2 separate regions of the Rattus norvegicus genome follow, and region 2 is linked to region 1. Evidence: chromatin contacts called from public Hi-C data. All regions are on one chromosome and are shown on one strand. Each heading gives the region's core, a stretch centred on a gene start, on an enhancer-like site or on the middle of the called end of the contact. The rest is flanking DNA. Distances are from core to core; before and after follow the strand shown. Region 1 has its middle 41 kb from the start of Il9r. Region 2 holds the start of Nsg2 (neuronal vesicle trafficking associated 2).

Region 1 (6,450 bases), core at 991-3,490:
ATGACCAGCATAGACAGCGACTGCCCCAGCAAGCCACATTATATACAGATGTAGATCGGCATCTTGGGGCCTCCTGGCTGCAATGGCCATGAAGCTGATGATTTTATCCTTTAAAGGTCACAGTCGGATTCCTGTGCTCTTGGTCCTCTCCAGGGGCTTCTGCTTTGCATGAGTAAAATCTGCATCCTCGCAAAGGCTCTGCACATCTGCCCACGGCCATTTATTCACATTTATTCCTATCCGTGCCACAGTGCCTACCAAGCCGGCAGAGACAGGCTGGGGGAACTGTTTTCAGTCTCTTCTGAGACTAAGGTGACAGAGTTGATCTTTTGCCCCTGACACACACAAACCCTCAGGGTATTCCTGCAGTCCCTGGAGGCTCTCCGTTTTGCTTTTCCGCTACATTGTTTCCAGCAGTCACTGCTACTGGATAGACCAGAGCCCGCTTTTGCTTTGTCTCCCTCTCCCATGAAAGCTGAGACTGGTTTCTGCTTCCCTCCAAACCCTTTCTTTAGTCCCCTGCATGGTGCTACTAGTAAATTTAGTTAATATAATTTAAGCAAGGGAGTCAACAGAGGGTCGAATGAATGAATGAATGAATGAATGAATGAATGAACAGATATTTCCCTACTAACTTGTGATAAATGCTGGAAAAGCCTGGCTCAGTGTCAAGGGATTTGGGTCAAAGTTTTTTCTCTAGAACCATTTTCTTCAAAACTCACCTTGCCACCCCACCTCTGTGTGTGTGTGTGTGTGTGAGAGAGTGTGTGTGTGTGTGTGTGTGTGTGAGTGTGAGTGTGAGTGTGTGTGTGTGTGTGTGTGTGTGTCCCATAGACTTCTTGCTTTCCCATTCATTTCCTAATCTCTGGTGGCTGGAGTTGGGTCAGAGAACTTTGACATGGGAAGGTAAAGGGATATCAGGGAGGCTCTGTTCTCCTCTCAGAAGCAGGCTTGTTGGTTGGTGGGAATCAAAAATCTCACCAGAGGGGTTGGGGATTTAGCTCAGTGGTAGAGCGCTTGCCTAGGAAGCGTAAGGCTCTGGGTTCGGTCCCCAGCTCCGAAAAAAAAAAAAAAAAAAGAACCAAAAAAAAAAAAAAATCTCACCAGAGTCATTCCTGGGTTCCAATATCAGATCTCGGTCTCTGATCTGTGGGAGCGTTTCCGTGCCAGCCTCAGTTCCCTCCCTGCTCATAGCAGACTCAATCTCACTCAGCCCTGAGGGACACTTGAGAAACGTCAGTTTTCCTCTCCATTGCAGAGGGCACGCTGCCCTTGTGGGGAATTGAGGCAAGAGAGTGAATCCTCTTGTCCACAAGTATGGGGCTAACTGCAACATAGAAGCTATTGACTTTCAATGTCTTAACTCTGAGCCCCGAACCCACCCACTGCCAGGGTGACTCTAAACAGTAGGCCCACCTGCAATATGGTTCTGCTGGTGAGCACCGGGGTGGAGAAGACGGCTGTGACTGGAGCTCAAATAAATTCCAAACTCTATGCAGGCTACAGAGGCCGTGTCACCCACCACACAGACTGACACTTATTTAGGCCTTTCTGGGTCAGGCTCTTGGGCCATAAGGAATTTCATTTAATTTAGATAGTTTTTTAATTCAAAAAGATTCATTTTAATTTTAATGATATGTTTGTGTGTGTGTGTGTGTCTGTCTGTGTGGTTATCTGTAGTTGCCTGAAGAGGCCAGAAGAGGGCGTCAGACTCCCGAGAGCTGAGGGTCCAGGCAGTTGGATGGTGGAAACTGAACTTGGTTTTCTGGGAGAGAGAGCAGTACGTTGTACTCTTATTCATCGAGCTATTTCTTTAGTCTGACTTCATTAAATTTAATCATAGCCTAGAAAAGGCCTGTGCTTGGTGCAAAATGGTGGATTCCCTTTGTCTCTTCTCTGTCCCAGAGACTCAGACCTCTTACCTCTTATCTAAGGAATGTCACATAGCCCTTGGGGAAATTATAGGTACGACTCCCTTTCTCCTGATAAGAAACCCTTTCAGCAAGCCTCATTCATAGAATGCCTTCACATGCTAATGAAGCGTCTGGGTATCTTAGCCTTTAGCCAGTGACCTTTGACCTCTCTGGATATTCCTAGCTGATCCCAGAGATAAGACTGTCATCTGAAACTCTGCTCCCTCTGTCTCCAAGGGCCAGTAGCCAACAGCCCTGGGGGGAAGGGGAGGAGCCCTGTTTGGTTTTCCCAGATAGGGTTTCTCTGTGTAGCTCTGGCTCAGTAGATCAAGTTGGCCTTACACTTATGGCCTTAAACTTATCCACCTGCCTCTGTCTCTCGAGTGCTGGGATTACCAGCGTGTGCCACCGCCAGCAGCACCCTTGACCTAGTTTTAAAGAACAGGCATTGCAAAGGCAATTTCACCAAAGGGAGATGTTGTGGTTCAACTCCAAGTCCAGAATCAGGCGCAGCTTTAAGATGGCAGACCCTGGACTCACACCCAGGGCTCTCTAAACCCCAGCTTTGTCCACTACACTGCAGACAGGCCTCCTGAAGAAGGGATGTGTGGTTTTCTCCCACATCAGAGGTTTCCTGCTCAGTCAAGGCAAGACACCGACATCAGTAAGGGGGGGGGGAGGGGACAGTGTGGGGATGGCAGAGCTAATATGGGATGGAAAGTGAATTTCATTGGTCAGAGTGTGAATGAACCCAGGGAATCACTTTCGAGATGGGATAAAACCCAAATATTCCTTAGGAATTTCCTGACATTGACGTTCCCAATTATGCTTACAGATAAAGATTTTTGGTTCCTGAGCCCCGTCATACAAACGCCAGCAAGAGGCAACACTAGATAATGTGGATTCTGTCTCTTCTCCTCACTCCCCTTTCCTTCCTTCCCCCTTCCTGTACGGGCTAAGCCATGCCCCAGCAAAATGTACTCTGTTGAAGTTCTTCTTATCTTGGCAGCTCAAAATGTGGTTGCATTTACAGACAAGTCCTTCAAGCAGGCAGCTAAATTAAAAAGAGTCGGTCAAGTCTCTATTTAACATTACTGGTGTCCTCGTGAGGACAGGAGAATAGCCCACAGTGCCAGGAGGCAGGGCAGACATGAGGGGTACGGGAGATGGTGCCAACGGTGAGTTGGGGAGAAGAGCTCCAGAAGGACCTGGCTCACCTGCACTGATGCCAGAATTCTGGCCTCAGAGGTCAGAATGTACGTTTTCCCCAGTTCGTTAGGCCTGAGGGATTCTGCACTGTCAGTCCCAGGGAGGATTCGCTCCCTTCCTATCTTTCTCTCTTTCACCGTCCCACCCTCCCGTGTCAGAATAGAACTTAAAATGACTGAATTAGAGAAGAAAATGATGGTTTCAGGGTGGATTAGTGGCGGATCTGTCTCTGGAGAGAGGTGAAGGCAAGCCCACCTCCACGCACTTCCGACGATGCAAGCCAAAGGAAAGAGATGCCACAGTTTTAACGTCTGCCCAAGAGTATGGCATTGTTTAGAAACAGTGTTTGGAGGTTCAGTGAGGTCCCAGGAGCGTCCTCAATCGACAAATTGTGCTGTTTGTTTACTAAGTTGACTTCCAAAGCAAGAAGGAAGGAGGCAGAGGAGCCAGAGGCGTGACTGGCAGTGGGCGGGAGGGTGGTATCCTGTGTTCCTCATCCCCAGATACCCTCTAAAATGCTACACTCTGGCTCACCAATGGCCCGGTGACTGGGTGGAGTACGGCTTCTCACAACAATTTCCCTGCCTGCTCCACCAGCCTGTGCTCTTGATGAAAGCGAAACTGAGGCGACTTGGGGGGTCTTGGAGCCAACGAGGAACGAGTGGGGATTGGAACTCGGGTTCACGGGCTCTAGCACACGCTCCCGGCACAGCAGTCACCCAGACCTGCCTGCCCAGATACCGCAGAAAACGTTGTGATAAGAAGCAGCGGTAGCCGCAGAACAAAGGAGCCGCGGGCTGTGTGCACAGAGCGGCCTCGCCACCAGGGGGCAGAGCATGCGCGCGCGCACGGTCGCCTTGGGCGCGGTGGGCCTGTGTCAGCACCCGTATGTCGCTAGTGCCTTAGCGCCCCTCTCCCTTGGCTGCCTTCCTCCTCTCACAAAGCAAAGAAGTAGCTTTTCGTCTTTCAGGCAGGGTTAACTCATGGCTCTGCCCACTCCTCCTTTTTCCTCCTACACACAGAACCAGGCATCACTGGCCACTGCTCGGTCCCTCTGCACAGCCTTCCCCACAGTCTAGGCCTCCCACTCTGCTGTGATTGCTTTTGACAGTGTCAAGTGTAACACGCAAATGCAGAGCTGAGCAATCCCGTATCAGAGGGAACTTGGAGAATTTCGGGGGGCACCTGGACTTCCAACATCTGGAGAATGGTCAGGGCCCACGACTCATGTATTACTGACTACAGGGGGCTGGGAAAGTCTGATTATGGACGCCACCCTCAGTCCGCCATCATCACCTCTTGCGCCATGACTGACTACATCACCTCTGCAGCACGTCTGATTCCGGATTGTTCCTGTGGCTAAGCCTGGGCAGGTTCCCAGAGCCTTAGAGGATCTCTGCAGCCTGTTCTCTAGCAATGGCGTTTCTCCTGGCCTGGAAAGTCCGGTAGTGAATTTTTCACATGGGTACCAGAGCTAGGTGCACAGGGGACAAGGCAACTAGGAGTTCAGCATAGGTGAGCTCCCTCTCCGGTGGCCCGGCAGGCACCACACCTCACCCTGGATTCAGCTCTGCGTGGAGCTGTTCTCCTTCCTGGAAACCACTGCTGTGTGCGTTCCCTCATGTCACCTCATACTTCCCTGCAAAGGAGAAATGTTGTCATGTCTTTTTTACAGGGCAGGAGTGGGGAGAACTAGGCCCCAGCAGGGAGGAGCCTTTCATGCTTCTCCCCAGGAAGTTTCTCAGGGTCCTGCCTTCATCCTGGAACCTTTTTGCCCTCTTTCCCCCTATAATTGGACATGCAGCTTCCCACCAGTGCTGTTCACCCGGCTGATAACAATTCCAGTCGCCCTCTAGAGACAGCCACAGGCCCAACCCACAATGAGGAGAAACGTTTGAAAAAAAAGAAAAAGAAAAGCACACCTCTTTTGAACACGTGCAGATTTCCCCCATCGCCACCCCACCTGCGATGCAGTATACCAACTATTTACATTTTATGGGGTGCATCAGGTCACCTAGAGATGATTAAAGATGCACAAGAAGATGTATTTAGGTTATGTGTAAACACTCTGACATTTTACGTCAGGGAATATGATCGCCAGAGAATTTCGATAGCCCTGTGTCGGCAGAACTCTTGGATTTCACGGAACGGCTGATTTACATTCTCACGCATATTACTGAGACCTTCAAGCGGCTATGACATACCACAGGAAAGCACGCTATAGGTAGAAACATTTGTCCTGATTTTAGAGAACTCAGCCATCTGGAAACCTGCCATCTATAATCCCGTTAAAGGATTAAAAAGAAAAAAGTTCGAAGGGCGTGGCTGCATCACTGTTTCTGGAATACTTCATTATTAAACTAAAGTCCCGGGCTGGAGAGATGGCTTGGCGGTTAAGAGCACCCGACTGCTCTTCCAGAGGTCATGAGTTCAATTCCCAGCAACCACATGGTGGCTCACAACCATCTGTAAAGAGATCCGATGCCCTCTTCTGGTGTATCTGAAGACAGCTACAGTGTCCTTATATATAATAAATGAATAAATCTTTAAAAAAAATAAATATTTAAACTAAAGTCCCAGGGCCAGGAGTGGGCCACCTCCTCATAGCTGATGGCCTGAGAGGCCCTTCAAAGCAATGCCATTCTTCCCACCAGGCGAGACCCTACTGCAGAAGATATCACCTGCTTTGGTTGTAAAACATAGAGGAACTAAGCAGAAAAGCAAGCGGGCAGCTTCTTCCTTGCTGGCTAGCATTCTGTGACAGAGGAGCTTTGTCATTGACTGGGGGAGAACAGTCTTGGGAGAACCTTGTGGCCTACAGTTGCTGGGCAAGACTACCCACTGGTATAGTAGTGGCCTGACCCTACTTTGCAGGGACAACCAACTGCTTCTGCTACTCCACAGGAGGGACCCAGACATGTCACTGTCACCTGGTCAAAGCCCATGGCTGTGGAGGGCATAGTCCCTAAGGGGAACCTACTTACCGTTTTTTTTTTTGGGGGGTTTTTTTTTTTGGTTCTTTTTTTCAGAGCTGGGGACCGAACCCAGGGCCTTGCGCTTCCTAGGTAAGCGCTCTACCACTGAGCTAAATCCCCAGCCCTCCGTTGTTTTGATAAATGGACAGTGTCTTAGTTAGGGTTTCTATTGCAGGGACAAAACACCATGACCAAAAGCAAGTTAGGGAGGGAAGGGTTTATTTGACTTACACGTCTACACTGTAATTCATCATTGAAGGAAGTCAGGATAGGAACTCAAACAGGGCAAGGAACCTGGAGGTAGGAGCCGTGGAGAGGTGCAATTGGCCCTGCGGGCTGGCCAATTGGAGTTA
Region 2 (6,450 bases), core at 2,401-4,900, 190 kb after region 1:
TCTTGTAAAGACCATAAAATCATGGAGAGATAACTCAGTGGTCAAGCACTCGCCTACCCTGTATACTGTACTAGGTCTGACCTCCTGCCCTGAAAAGTTTGAACAAGTAAAATCTAAGCGTTATCAGCACAGAAAACTACTAAGACAGTTTCTCTCTCAGACAACACTGGGACCTCAGAGAGAATCGATCCATATTGCGGGGCACTGACTGAGTCAGAAACAGAGATCAAACCTGTGCAGTGTCAGACCAGTTCCCAAGGTGGAAGGTTCTGGAACAACACTGCCCAGCTTCTTATCCAGGGCGTCTCCTCACCAACTTTGTTTTGAGGAGTTACATTACCATTCTATGTTTCAATTTCTTTAAACACCTGGTCAAAATAGCCACTTCTTTACCAGGTTCTGTTCACTAGTGAGAGACTGAAATAAAAAACTGTATGTGCATGTGCGCGCGCGCGCGCGTGTGTTTGGGTGTGTGCGCGTGCTCCAGTGTACATGTGGTGTGTTTGCGTATGCGCTCGAGGTGTGTGTGTGTGGGGAGGGGTGGTACACACACTCGACATTTTAAAAGGCACTTGAACATCTTAATTACTCTTATTCTATTTTTGGCTTTGAGCCACTTCACATCTGATGCCACATCTGATTTTGTTCCGACAACCTGATGTATGAGCCTCTTTGCTCCACAGAAGGGGAAACCAACACCCACCCAGGAGAACCACGGGGAGTGCGCGGCATGACCCTGCAGGGCCTCGGTACATCTTTAGGCATGCGCTATGAGACGGCTGACTATGCTGGCGTTGGAGTGACTTCCGGGTACGTCTGGGTTGTTTGCTCAGGGAGAGAAGAAAACTCTCAGAAGGAATTAAGAGAGTAAAGCCAGAGACGGCACACCACTCTCTAGATAGCCCGGAACTGTGTGGGAGGTTTGGAGGAGGTGACCTCCATTGTCTCTCTTCATCACACGCCTCTCAGATGTGCGCATGTGCTGCCAAATTGCAGAACCACAAGACAATATTTTTCCTTCACAAACTACACTTACACCTGCATCCAGGTCCAAACATTTTCAGTTGGTCTTTCCGTGCCTTTGGACCATCCAAACGTTGGCTTATCACGCGAATTTCCAATCCCAGACTTGCAGGTGTGTTATGGGTCTGAAACGGAGTTACTCAACTGTGGCCACACATGGGGGTCATTTGGGGAGACTGCACCTATGCTGATGACCGGATCTCACTCCAGAGGTTCTGACAGAATTGCTCTGGGGCTGGGGGTGACTTCAATAACGGGAGTTTCTAAATCGCCTTGTGTTTTCAACATGAAGTTCAAAACAAACACCGAGTGTGTCTGATGTGCCCGAGGCGAGTTCTCGATACCATCTCTTCATGTCTCCTTAGCAGCAACTGCTTGCTGGAAGCTCATTTTTAAAGGCTTTATTAGTTTCTGAGGGTAGCTCAACAACTCTATTCCTACCACCCACCCTGACACATTCTTCTGTTAAAAACCTCTCTGCTTTCAAAACAAATGACTCAGCCCCAGCCAATCAGCCAGCTCCTTATCTCGATTTAGTTCCTCTTCATTGATTGGATGGAACCAAGTGGTTAAGACACACAATGCCCTCCTGGAGATGCCAATGGAAAACATCGAGCGGATGGGATGATCCATTGTTCCCGTCCCCAGCTCGGGAGCAGGAGCTTTCCCCCTGCAAACCTCTCAGATGACGTGCAATAGCTCATCCCCTAAATCCTTTGCTCCCTCAGGCAGACCTTACGCATTCTCTCCTACTTATGTCTGTGGGATGACACCCCACTGCCACCTCCATTGATGTGGCATCAGCCAGAGGCTGCTTCCCAGTCATCCTCCTGCAGCCACCGTGTCCGAAGGCGCATTCTCTTCCACCTTTGCCTTAAATACCTTTTTTTTCCCTCCGCTCCAAACTCGTACAGCTTTGACTCACCTTCACAACTCCAACTTGGATATTCTCCTCTGCAGCTCACCCATCCTGCCTTCCCTCTCCTACCCCTCCCCACTCATTGTGATGCTTGGGTCCAGCATTTACCACCATGCACTGGGTTCCTCTGAAGAAGGGATTTTTAAACTTTATTTTTTTTTATAGCCAACTCCTAGCAAAGAGGAAAGGTGTGAACTGACAGCTGCTGGATCGAGTCCAATTCCCTGCCTTCCTATCTATACCAATCGATTTCCAAAACACCTCAAGAAAATTAAGACAAGCCTTTCTCCCCCCTTCATCACTGCATAGAAGCTTATATCTATTCATCTGTCATGGTAAGATCCTAACAAGGGAACATTAATTTGCTTGCCCATATATGCAGATTATCAGCAAACACCATAAATCTGCAATAGCACAGGAAGTGTCTTATCTCTGGATACAATGTTTTCCAAGGCAGGGAGCCTGCTTGGTGGCTTGAAGGATGAAAGGGTTTGAGGGAATGAAATCTTTTGCTTCTTGGGTTCCTGGGTTACAGTAGTCTGGGTTCTGGGGGACAAGGGAAGGAAGATCACCGTTACCTTCTCGGGAGCAGACAGCTGTAAATGATTAACCTCCAAGGGCGTGATGAGAGGGACGGTCTGGAAGCCGTCCTCCACGGAAGGCGGCTTGGCTCCCTTCTCTCCAGGGTTGCCATTCAGCTTCACCATGCTTCTGCTGTTTTTTTTTTCCCAGACCTAAGGCAAGCATCGGGATTCTGGTTACAGCAGGAATGCATGGGGCTGGTGATGCTCTAAGATAGCTCAACTCCAGCAGTATTCGACCTGGTGATAGCCGTCAATCTCCCACTAGATTTCCTGACATGGTTCCCATTGTCCAGAGAAACTTCATTAATCATCAAAATGTGCTAACTGCCCACTGAGTTCACCAACCCTCAAATTAGGGAGCAGGGAAAAAAAAAACAAAAAACCTCAGACCTTCATTTAAAAAAAAAATGAGCTTAAAAAAAAATACCAAGACACAGTGGCTAACATATCCCTAGAGCCCCACTGGCAAGCTTGTTCTTAGCACAAAAGGAAACTCCATTATTCTGGGCCCCCTGCAGTAAGATACATTTCCCCTCACCACCCACATAGCTATTTTGCCTCCCCCCCCCCAATCTCTAAAACACAATCGAATACATTCAATATCTCTCAAGACACACTTCTCTCTCTCTTTTTACATAATATGTAGATTGTACGTGAGATCCAGGTTTCTACATCAGAAAGAGGCTGGCTTGAACCTGATCTCCTTATTCAACCATGAAATACCTCCATTCCCTCAACAGCCAGGGCTTTTTCCCACCCATGGAAAGTTAGCAGCCCCCATACTGCAAGATTGCCAACTAAATAAACAGATCGCATTTATTTCCCTCCGGTTCCCTTTGAAGTCAAGGACTGCTTTCACCGCACCCTCAAAAGCCCGGTACAACTGAATTTCTCCTGTCAATCCTGCTGGTGGGACGTAATTAGACAAACAGAGTTGTTGTGGGGATGACAGGGTGGTAAGGGCTGGGAGGGTGCTGGGGAGTGGTTACAACAAAAACAAATGCCTACTTACTGCGCGGCACTGGTGGGGGTCAGAGCAGAGTCAAGCCAATATGTAGAGGAGGAGGACAAACAGGAGTCCTCCCTCCTCAGCCAGAACGTGGTGCCGAAAAAGCAGCCCTCGCGTGCCTGGATCCGGAGCTTCTGAGAACGAGGCGCCAGCGCGCAGAGAAGATCTGGCAGCTGCCAGCCTGCTCGCTTGCTCGCGCCTCCCACCGGGGACGGCTCCCACACCACCTGTCATCTGGCACCACCTGCTGTTTCTCATGCATGGCCACAACCCCTGCATAGGACAAACGGTTTCAAAAAAAGTGGAAGGGATTTTTGGCTATTCCAAAAACACTAATGTGGTTTATAAAAAAAAAATTTTTTTTACAATTATGTAAAATGCGATTCTGGAGTCTTTGGGGGAAACTGAAAAAGCAGGCACTATTTTTTTTTTTAAAGGGGAAGGGCTCACCTCTTACTGAGACTTCCCTAACAATACTGTAAAACAGAATGGCTCAAAACACCTGCTCTGGGGTTAGAAGAGAAAGTAAACTGGTGGTTATTTTCCATGTCCTGTGCAGTTAACACCTTCCTGGTCTCTTCCAAGCGTCTGCCTCTTCTGTAAACTGTGGTTTCTAACAATGGCGGGGAAATGGAGTGGCACTCAGTGTGGACACACCTGCACAAAGCTCAGACAGTGTGACGCACTGCACAGGCTTGACCTGTGTGGCTCACAATTCCCCCAAGTTTGCCCAGGTCAGGTAAGGTCACAGAACGGGAAAGACCAGAGCTGGGATTTGAACCCGTACTCTTGTCCCCAAAATCCATATCTAGGACAAGACATTAAATGACACGCATTCTGATGTCCAGAGTAAGAAGGAGTGGAGGGGCAGTGCCAACTCTACCTAATGGCTGTGTGGCTCTGGTACATATGCAGCCACTCTCTGAGCTTCTGTTACCTTGCCTATGATGGAGGATGACAACACTTCCATTGCAAAATGGCAGGGACTACGGAAAGAGAATATACCCATGGAGACACCTATGGCTTGTGAGGGATGCTCCGAATGCCTATGTCAACCACAGGGATGGTTCGAGTCCATTGCCAGTGATTTCTCCCGGCTGTGGCTCAAGTCACTGCTCAGCAGCAGTGCTGTCTATGAGGTCCACGACCCATCTGTCCTGGGATTGAGCACCCTCCCCACGTCAATTTAAAAACATTTGTACGTGTGAAAAAATAAATCACCCTACCTAGTGTCCACGTGTTAAAAGGCACAGGAGAGTGTGTGTCGTCTGTACTGTGTAGAAATGAAATGGGTGTAAGGGTTTTTGAGACGATGAAGGCTGCCATCTATCAGCACCGCACAGGGCGGTGTTAAAAGGTGTGAGAGGGGAGTATTCTAAGAAATATTGGATTTCCTTCCCTTCCTCTCCAAAGACCTAAATGACCGCCAGGTTCAAGCACGGCCTGAGGCCAGCACAGTAGAATCAACAACCACATGTTCACTTGTGAACATCAATAACCAATCCTAACGCTGCTGCCCCAAAAGACAAAGAAATCCCATGACTGATTGACAAGGAAAAGCTACACTTTTCAAGCTGGAGGTCCCTAGAGTTTAGCAAGCTCCAGAAAGGGGTTTGTCTGGAGGCAGGGGGAAAGCCAGGCTCGGTGACCTATGAGGTTAGAAGACAAGCTGGAAGGGATGGCGTGCTGGATTCTTACCTTGTTGGAGAACAAGACTGATGGGTTCCAAATGAAATAGAATCATTCTGGCATTAAAAAAAACAAATCATCGAGGGTTGAAAACAAATACGATCACACCGTTTGATGACGTTTTCCATGTGTGCAATATATAAGACATCTATAGAGCAGACTGTGGAGGAAAGAAACCAAGATGGTCCATTATGGTCCTGTAGACCACTTTACGTGGTAAAGCTTTGGGTCCGTGTAATTTGTGAACATTTAAGTATGTCTATTGCAACCTCAGGCTAGCCAAAAAGATACAAAGATGTGGTATGTATGTATGTGCGTGCTTGCATGCATGCGTACGTGTGTGTGTGTGTGTGTGTGTGTGTGTGTGTGTGTGTGTGTGTGTGTGTAATAATCAAAATGCAATAGACAACATCTGCCATGCGGGGTGGGAGAGTCGGCCTCTAGGGCATAAGAGCAAGAGAGCTGGCCCTGCCCCTCACTGGCTGCTGCTGGCCAGGCAGTACTGGAGAGCTCCCCCTGGTGGTGTGAGTGCAGGAGAGCTGCTAGGCTGACCAGTTCAGCTACCACCTAGGTCCAGATCCGGGGCTTTGAGTTTGCCCACCCCAACATCTAACCCATCTATAAACTGCTGAAGATCGTGAAAGGGCCAGCCTGACAGCTCCAAAGTTGCAGGATCTCCATGACACAGAACAACAGTAGGATATCCCAGAGGAGACCTGATGAGGATCCAGTATTGATGGTGTATCAGAAGCCAGAGGTTTTGAACCAGACCCATTCTCATTGCAATGACCATTTGCAAGGAAAGATGAGTGGACCAAAGAGACACGCTGTAGCTTCCGTAGTGAGAGCTTTCTTTTTTCTTTTGTGGGGGGAGGTTGCAAGGGCAGAGGGCAGATATGAAGGGATGGAGAGATGAATGGGATTTGGGTTGCATGATGTAAAATTCACAAGAATAAATCAGTAAAAGATGTTTAAGATTCAATAGGCACAACAGACACATGAAAACAAAACAAAAACAAACTTCAAATAACCAAAAAGAGGAAACTAGAAACAAAAAGTAGGGAGAACAAGAGTAATGAAATAGTAGACTCATATCCAGACATATCGATACTCATTTTAAATGTAAATGGCAGAAGCTGATTGAAAATAGACTTGTCAAAATGGAGGGAAAATATAAATGAACTGTGTTCTAACAATAAGAAACAGCCTGAACGCAGCAATGTAAC

The links. A called contact is a pair of places that touch in the nucleus more often than the background predicts.
Region 2: a contact with region 1 is called in a Hi-C map of kidney, with 6 times the contacts expected there. The contact joins the promoter of Nsg2 here to the enhancer-like site in region 1. A contact is called at or near these places in 9 of 12 Hi-C or Micro-C datasets (the A7r5 cell line, Schwann cells, frontal cortex and 5 more) and 1 of 1 datasets of contacts at active chromatin or transcription factors (oligodendrocytes).

What each region holds. Positions count from the first base shown.
Region 1 is chr10:15,973,506-15,979,955 of GRCr8, forward strand. No RefSeq gene overlaps it. Among named protein-coding and RNA genes, the nearest start is that of Il9r, 41 kb to the left of the region's middle. Within about 2 kb of position 2,241, at least 2 of the 93 cell types and tissues checked have an H3K27ac peak or open chromatin away from gene starts, as enhancers often do.
Region 2 is chr10:16,162,265-16,168,714 of GRCr8, forward strand. It overlaps Nsg2 (neuronal vesicle trafficking associated 2), which reads right to left and starts at 3,651. Exons shown (of 5, transcript NM_001034152.1): 1 at 3,539-3,651; 2 at 2,521-2,676. The coding sequence starts at 2,649. It overlaps LOC120095055 (a long non-coding RNA gene), which reads left to right and starts at 523. Exons shown (of 3, transcript XR_005490078.2): 1 at 523-810; 2 at 2,108-2,277; 3 at 4,348-4,785.